Linked DNA regions of Mus musculus: region 2 is linked to region 1. The links are chromatin contacts, called in public HiChIP or PLAC-seq maps. All regions are on one chromosome and are shown on one strand. Each heading gives the region's core, a stretch centred on a gene start, on an enhancer-like site or on the middle of the called end of the contact. The rest is flanking DNA. Distances are from core to core; before and after follow the strand shown. Region 1 has its middle 39 kb from the start of Gm40217. Region 2 overlaps Gm12724 (predicted gene 12724).

Region 1 (4,324 bases), core at 1,752-4,251:
CAAATAAAGAAGTGGAATGTGTCTGCCCGTAACTCCTTCCCCACCCCCAACATAGCCTGCTCTGTGCTGAGTACGAGGGTTCCGAGAGCTTTGTGCAACCCACGCAAGGCAGCAGGATGGAGACAGGGGCTGCCCTTGTCCTTCTGCTGAGTCCCACTGGCTCCTCCACGGAGCCCCTCCCTGCCTGTCCCCTCTAGAGCAATACTTGGATAAAAGTCTCAGAACAAAGCCTACATTTTCCCATCCGAGTAGAGAAGCCGCTGCTGGAGAAACAATGGCCTTGCCTTGGATCAAAGGAGCTGGGCCCAGGCTGTGGACAAAAGCTTAGCTTGAGAGGAATGACAACCTGTCCTGCCTCTCCTTTCACAGAGGTCTAGGGAGAGTCTGCAGGCCTCATTGGGGGCCTACTCCACCTTCTAAGTGCACCTCCCAGCCCCTGGCTCCTTTCCCTTGCTGCAGAGCACTCCAAGAACCAGCTGAATGGCCAATGTCCCTGGGCCTCCTTTTGTATTCTAGGTTGCTGCTCCTCCCCCACTTTCTCCTGTAAGACCTCTCTTCAGGCTTCAGCATTTCAGTCTCAAAGTTACCTCCCGTCTACTTTTAACTGGGTTGCATCACAGCCCACTGTGTCCATGCATGGAACTGTCTCCTCCCTCTGATTATAGCACTAATCACACCAAAATGCCACTACTGGGTCAACCGCCTTCCATTCGCCTGGACTGCGACCACACAGAGACCAGGATACTCACGATCTGATAAGCTCATTGCCTAGGTCAAGATGCTGAATGAAGAGAGCAACCGATGGCAGGGAGGAGGAGGAGGAGGGCTTCGGAGGCTGGACATGCACTTGGGTATCACTTCCTCTGTACAAACTCAAACTGCCTGCTCTCTCCATCTCTTTTGCTTGAATTTACTCCACTCATACTTTTTAAATGCAGCTTCCAGGTACTGGGGATGTACTGGCAGTCAAAACCACGGGATGAGTTTAGCTGGGCAGGGATGGGCAGGGATGGGCAGGGATGGGCAGGCAGATCTTAACCAACTGTATGGTTTAAAGTTGTGGTACACACTGTAAGGTAAAAGCAAGAGACAGTGCAGTCAGAGGGCTCATCCCTGTATTGAGAGATGGGCCAAACCTTAAGACTGAGTGAGCTCCTCCTACAGAGGATCCAGAGGTTGGGCAGCTGTCAACCATGTGCCACCCCAGAAACCAGTCACCTTTGGCCTCCGCAGGCATCTACACACACATGTGCACACACTTAACTAATTAAAATTAATTAATTAAAGCTTTTTTAAAAATTAAAAAGACTATATATCAATATTTATACCCAATATGAGCTGAGAGCTCACCAAGTACAGAGCAGGGTTTGGGGCTAGGAATGCAGCAGCTAACCCACCCTGTAATGGAAGAAGTCGATCCAGGATGAGAACAACTTCCAGAGGAAGTGGTGACTGAGCCACCATCTAAGGACTGAGTCACCTTTAAGCGGGGATAGGGACAGAGTGTAGGAAGGCTGAAAGTAGATAAGTGTTGGTGGCATTGAATGGTATCAGATTGCCTGTAAGCAGGCAGGGAAGTTCCCGGAGATATCACCTGGAACCTGAGAGCAGAGTCACCAGGATGGTACAGGATGTGTAACCTAGCATTCAAAGCCTGGGAGAGACCTTTGCCGGCCGTCAAACCTTTCCTTGAGGTAAGTGGAAATAAACAGGTTTGTTTGCCCTGCTTTCAGCCCCACAGTGTCCTGTTAGATAAAAACAAAACAAAACAAAACAAAACAAAACAAAACAAAACAAAACAAAACAAAACAAAACCCTTCTCAAAGCTGGGCAGTGGTGGTGCACACCTTTAATTCCAACACTCAGGAGGCAGAGGCCTGTCTGGTCTATAGAGTGAGTCTCAGGACAGCCAGGGCTACCCAGAAAAATCCTGCCTCAAAACAAAACAAAACAAAACAAAACAAAACAAAACAAAACAAAACACCTTTTTCTAGCTGGAAGATAGGCCTCCGATATTGGAGGGCAGAGTATGGCAAGATTCTCTCTCTGAGGGCCAGGCTTTGTCTGCAGTTCTCTATGAAGGGACTGACCTCTGCCACCGCAAAAACAAGGCACGTCATGTTCATTCAGCGAGCATTTGCAGTTTGCCCAGCAACATTCACTTAAATGCTCTTACTTCTCAGAGCAAAGTTCAAGTCCCAGGTTTCCCAGCCAAGGAGAACTGGCTTCTAATCAAGTCTCATTAACTGTTACCCCTGGGCCAAGCTATGTCACCACTCCTGGCAGCTGCTTTCTCTTTGTCACTTGAAGCCAGTTCCTTGCCATCAAGGCAACAGGTAGAACAGTGTATTCTAAGGTTGCCATAGCCAGGTGCCACAGCCTAGTGACTTAAATCACAGAAACACACGCTCTCACAGCCCCTGGGGCTGGAAGTCTGTGGTCAAGACAGAACACACACTTATTGATTTTGTTGTTGTTGTTGTTTGGTTTTGGTTTTGGTTTATTTTGTTTTTGAGACAGCTCTGGATGGCTTAGACCAGACTGTCCTTTAATGTACAGAGGTCTTCCTGCCTCTTCTTCTTGAGCTGGAACTAACAACATAAGCCAGTTGCCCTTTCTTACAAGACACCAGTCATACTGAATAAGGGACAAATATGGAAACCCTGGAGATGAGACCCTCAGCACAAGGCTTTAGAGCAGTGATTTTCAACTTTCCTAGTGCTGTGACCCTTTAATACAGTTCCTCATGTTGTGGTGACCCCTCAACCAATGCCACTTAGCAACTGTAACTTTGCTAATGTTATAAATTGCAATGTAACTATCTGATATGTAGGATATCTGATATTCAACCCTTCTGAAAGGGTCAGTCGATCCCCAAGTCGGTTGTCACCCCCAGGTTGAGAGCCGCTAATTTAGGCAAAACATCATCCGGCCCTAGCAGATGAAATAGCATATCCAAGTTTCTTCAGAGCCTGGCACTTGGCACACGCTGAGCAGATCCACGGACCATGCCTTTGGCAGGAGTCCATGGGGAGGTTTGGGACTCAACAGTCACTGGTTCTTGCCCTCGGCTTTAGATTCCTTGGTTTTAAGCCTGCCTTGCTGCCTCAATGATCTTGGCCAGATCTTAAGTGTTCTCCAAGATAACAAAAAGCTCGTTGCACACCGTAAATCCTGTGTCTTTTTGTTCTCACCGAGTCCTACCTTGAGTTGCTCACTCTGACATGCTGGGAACAACCTGAGAAGGGAGCAGAGAACATGACGTTCTCAGAACGGGCTCACCAGGGCCTTAGCTTTCTGCCATTGCTGCTGAGGGGAAAGCAGGGCAACTCTAGAACACTCTCCTCCCCACCCTCTCCTACTGTCCCTCAGAAAGGGTACCAACAGCTGTCTGAGAGGAAGTCCGTGGCACTGCTATCAGAGACCTAACTTTGGAAACTGTACCCATGAGGTTCATTTGTCCCCAGATCACCCACTGGTATTTTAGGCCACAAGCATTCCTCTGGCCACCTGCCCTGTTCTGGTATGCTGGGAACAGCTAACTTCCCTCAACTAGTGAAGTTTTTTTTTCCTTGAGGTCACTTTCTCATTGTCCTACTTCCCGGGTGACATGTTAAACGGGGTGTTGGGTACTTTGGTTTGTTTGAGGTATTTTTTGTTTGTTTGCGGTTTGTTGTTGTTTTGGTTTGGCTTTGGCTTTGTTTTTAAGATCATATCAGCACATCCAATTGGTAGCTTGAGCCCAGGCAATTCCTAGGGACCAGCTTTACTATACTGTTCAAGCTTTTTTCTTCGAACCCAGTCAAATCCCGATTGGCTTACAGACAATTCTGCTAGGCTCCTCCCAACAACGGCCTAGCAACAGTTTACAGCATCACCAACACCGTTGCTGGCCAATTGAGAGTCAGGTGCAGCAATTGCCTGCCGGTCAAGTGCGAGCCAGGAATGGCAGCATAGAAAGAGAATGAAGATGGCTGCTCCATACCCCGACCTCTCTTTCTCTCTAACTTCCCCCATACCCTCTGTGTTCCCATGCATTCCCACAAAGTCTCTCGCTCTCCCTCCCCCTTCCCCTCTCTCTCTTTCTCTCTCCCTCCTTCTGTGCCCCACCTTTCTTTGCCCTCCCTCCTCTGCCTCTACCCCTTTCCACCCCTGTTCCTTTCCCTTCATCCATGATAAACTTCCTTATGTCAGGTCTGTCGTGTGGCGTGATTTCTCAGAGGGACACCTTGGCTTGGGCGCACCAAGTACTCCCGTACTCCCTCTGCTGCTGCCACAGCTTTCTATTCCAAACAGTAACTGGAAGAGATGAGTGCTGGATCCT
Region 2 (3,913 bases), core at 730-3,229, 980 kb before region 1:
ACTCGGGTGGGGGGTGGGGTTTAAACTAATAAAAAAAACACACACGGAGGAATTGGAAGACAACAGTGGTGAGGGTGACCCAGGAGGATTGGAAAGGATGGAATTGAGTGGATTTCAAGAAAATATGCTTGCATGAAATTCTCAAGCAAGGAAAAATAAAAATAAGTAAATTAAAAAAAAGAATACCATGAAACCATATTATCCCTTTATTCAGGAGTCTTTGGTGACTTCCTGCTTCCCTGAGGGTCAAGGCAAAATCTTTCTCAAGCCCAGAGTGCTTTGTCCCCCAATCTCCGTCCTTCCCACCCCTTGCTGTCTTGCTGTCTGCACTGGCTTTCAGCTGCTTGAGCTTTGTGTATTTTCTGCTCAGGATCTGCACACTTAGTCCTTCTCTCTGGAAATCCTCTTTCCTTCTGTTCGCCCAGTCAGCCCACTTTTGGATCCGAGCTAAGCCTATGCATCTTTAAGGGTCCTTTTTTGAATTTGGGCTAAATAAGACCCCTGGTGCTGACATAATAATAGCAATTACTCTCTCCTTCCTAATTTTCAGTTTTCAATTATTTGTGTAATTATTTGATTAATGCTTTTCTTTAACATGAATGTTGTTGATATTTGGGTTGGTTTGTATTTCCCTCATTATAGGTGACATAGCTGGTGCTAGGTATGCGGTAAGACTTTTTTTCCCTCTTTTTTTGGAAGAAAAGAAGAAAGAAGGGAATGAAAGAAGGAACATTAGAGATTACTTGTGAGCTGGAGGTCTAAAGAGAAAGTGACTGAAGGGAAGTAGCTTTAGTTGAAGAATGGTCAGGAAGGCATGGTGACCTGTGGACCTGTGGAACAGGAACGCATTGTTAGGGGCAGAGTGCATAGGCACTTTCTCTCCCTTGTAAGGCTGGGCCACACAGAGGTTAAGCACACTGTCTTAGTTAGGGTTTTACTATTGTGAACAGACACCATGACCAAGGCAACTCTTATAAGGACATTTGATTGGGGCTGGCTTACAGGTTCAGAGGTTCAGTCCATTATCATCAAGGTGAGAGCATGGTAGCATCCAGTCAGGCATGGCGTAGGAGGAGCTTAGAGTTCTACATCTTCATCTGAAAGCTGCTAGCAGAATACTGGCTTCCAGGCAACTAGGATGAGGGTCTTAAAGCCCACATCCACAGTGACACACATACTCCAACAAGGTCACACCTTCTAATAGTGCCACTCCCTGGGCCAAGCATATACAAACCATCACACACAATGAATGGGAGTCAGGACCTAACTTCTAGGCCTGGTCTGCTTGCAGTTGGCCACAGTTCTTCCCCTCTCACTCTTGATTTCATCTGAAGAGTAACAATGATTGTCTAATTTTTTAAAACCAAACTTGCACCTACCTTTTTGATTTATGATGTATGTCCTAGCATTAATCAGGCATGGCCGGCTTATAGTCATTCAGACTCTTAGTGTAAAGATATTGTCCCTGGGCAAAATGAAGAAAAAAAAATCAGCAGGTTGAAAGGGTATTGGCTAGCTCATTCGATTACCAGGAAGCCTGAAGAACCAGACTCACAGAGAGGGAGGAATAAGGAAGGCAGCACAGGCAGACCAGAGCCAGACTCCACCAAGGTCAGTGTGGGCACTTAGCTGTTGCCGGTGGAGCATCTCAGCTTGCCTGTGCCAGGAGGTGGCATCTGGCACCTCTGTCGGCAACATTGCCCCATTGCCCTCAGGAAGTGGATGCTTCAGGTTTTGCTGCTATACTCAGAAAAAAATTTCACCTGCGTGTACCCCCAGCCCCCGTACCTCCTCTCCTGTGTCACCAACTCTTCATCCCAAAAGCTGAACAGATGCAAATGACTCCCAAAGCCGGGTTATAGAGTTGAGTCCTGGCTGCCAGGAGACTAAGAAAACAGCTTCTGGGGGGAATGAGACAGACTACATTTCTATGGTAGAGAGTTTAGTTTCCCAGAGTGGGGATCAGAGGGCAACCACACTAGACAGCCAACAAACATCACATGTCCCGTAGCAGGTCATCCCTAAGGTCCTCTTGGTGACAACCATTCGTGACTCTACTATCTCAATGAGAAAGGACACAGCTGCCACTCAACCCACTTCCTATTAATCTCAGCTGCCTATAAAAGTTGTAACATAGTGGCTTTGTCACAGAAAAACATGCTCTGTCCTCTAGGTTCTTATTTCTGGGCACTATAGGGATGTATTGTGGAAGCCCTTGTACTCTGTTTAATGAGACGCTGAAGCCAGCTTGTTTTCTTGGCTCCCCAGCCCTAAAAATAGGGCATTATTGAATAGTCCAATAACCTGGGCAGTTTCCCCAGTGCAGCAAGCCTGAATGTGGATTCACATGTTTAATTGGCAGATGCTGTATCTACTGGAGTTTCTATTTTTAAACTTGCTAAATGCCAATTCTCCCTCAAATGTCAATTCTCAAAGCATGTGGATTTGTTTGTTTTCTTGGTAGAAATTACCTTGCAATGTAAAAGACACATTTATCATAAATGGCTTTTGTGGGGGGGGGGCTAGAAATAGCAATTAAAATATTTTTATTTTTACCCTTACTGTCTTCCTTGTAGTTGTCAAAAAGCTAGAGGGATAAAAAAAAAATGGATGAAAGGGGGTTTCTGAAAAAAGAATCCAGCTTGCAGGATCTTATAGTAATGTATGCACCTTCTTTACATGCGGTTTCCATCAGATCTGCTTCCTTTTTTGGCACTTGAAATTATCCAAGCTGCAGAAGCAAAGCAAGCTTTCTAAAATCATTCAGTGCGAAGAGCCAATTCTGGCTTAATTTGTTACTACTCCAAGGTAACTCAGAGGTGTGAATAGAAAGCAGTGTGACTGAAGCCCTACCTCCCCCCACCACACAGCTGACACATTTACATTGAATGCTGAGCTCTAAAAGGCATTGAACTTGGTCTGCCTACAGCAGTTTTGGAGTGAGCTTCCCAGCTGTGGACCTTGGATGCTTGAAATCTTAGCAAAGCCTCTGTAATTTGGGAACCATGGACATTAGCTGAGAAGGTACATGCTTTAGTTTCCCTTTTGTTGCTATGGCAAAACTCCAACAAAGCAGTTAAAAGGAAACCGGGTTTGTTCTAGTTCAGGGACCAGGGCTATGGTCTATCATGGCAGGGAGGTAGGGGCAGCAGGAGCTGGGAGCCACTGGCCACATTGCAGGGAGAGTTAAGAAGCAGAAAGCTGTGCTTGAGAGATGGCTCAGTGGCTAAGAGCACTGATTGCTCTTCTGAAGGTCCTGAGTTCACATCCCAGCAACCACATGGTAGCTCACAACCATCCATAATGAGATCTAATGCCCTCTTCTGGGGTGTCTGAAGACAGCTACAGTGTACTTACATATAATAAATAAATAAATCTTAAAGAAGAAGAAGAAGGAGGAGGAGGAGGAGGAGGAGGAAGAAAGAAGGAAGAAAGAAGAATGTTGCTTCTCAGTTGCCTTTCTCCACTCATAGTCAGAGATCCCAGCCAGGGAATGGTGACGCCCACAGTGGGAGGGTCTTTCCATCTCAATTTAAAAAAAAATCAAGATAATTTCCCCCAGATGTGGTCAGAGTTCCCTCACACTGGCCAATCTAGCTTAAATTAACATTTAAATTAACATGGACCACCACAGTGACATCTATGCTTTCTTTGGCACTAGCTGTGGGGAAGGCATGTGGGCGGTCCTGATTAAAAGAATGTGAGCTTCAGGGTCAGGTCAGTTAAGAGCCAATCTTTTCCACTCTCCAGCCTGGTCATGTTTCTCAAGGGCTCGGAGCATCAGATTCCTCCAGAGTGAAACGGAGGGGATTACACTTCCACTGCTGTGAATATTACAGGAATTAATGTGTGCAGTGTCCTGACACCTCATAAAAATTCAGGAAATGTTGACACTCTTCTCTGTACGTCTCCA

What was found. HiChIP or PLAC-seq counts read pairs in DNA pulled down with a chosen protein or histone mark.
Region 2: a contact with region 1 is called in an H3K27ac HiChIP or PLAC-seq map of cardiomyocytes, with 5 times the contacts expected there. The contact joins two enhancer-like sites. A contact is called at or near these places in 2 of 115 datasets of contacts at active chromatin or transcription factors (cardiomyocytes and embryonic stem cells).

Annotation. Positions count from the first base shown.
Region 1 is chr4:105,277,903-105,282,226 of GRCm38.p6, reverse strand. No RefSeq gene overlaps it. Among named protein-coding and RNA genes, the nearest start is that of Gm40217, 39 kb to the left of the region's middle. Within about 2 kb of position 3,001, at least 39 of the 459 cell types and tissues checked have an H3K27ac peak or open chromatin away from gene starts, as enhancers often do. A contact at or near this core is called in cardiomyocytes, where this site is marked.
Region 2 is chr4:106,261,292-106,265,204 of GRCm38.p6, reverse strand. Gm12724 (predicted gene 12724) reads right to left here. Exons shown (of 5, transcript NR_151521.1): 3 at 1,380-1,465. The region is part of intron 2 of Gm52671 (a long non-coding RNA gene); the gene reads left to right. Among named protein-coding and RNA genes, the nearest start is that of Gm12724, 26 kb to the right of the region's middle. Within about 2 kb of position 1,979, at least 30 of the 459 cell types and tissues checked have an H3K27ac peak or open chromatin away from gene starts, as enhancers often do. A contact at or near this core is called in cardiomyocytes, where this site is marked.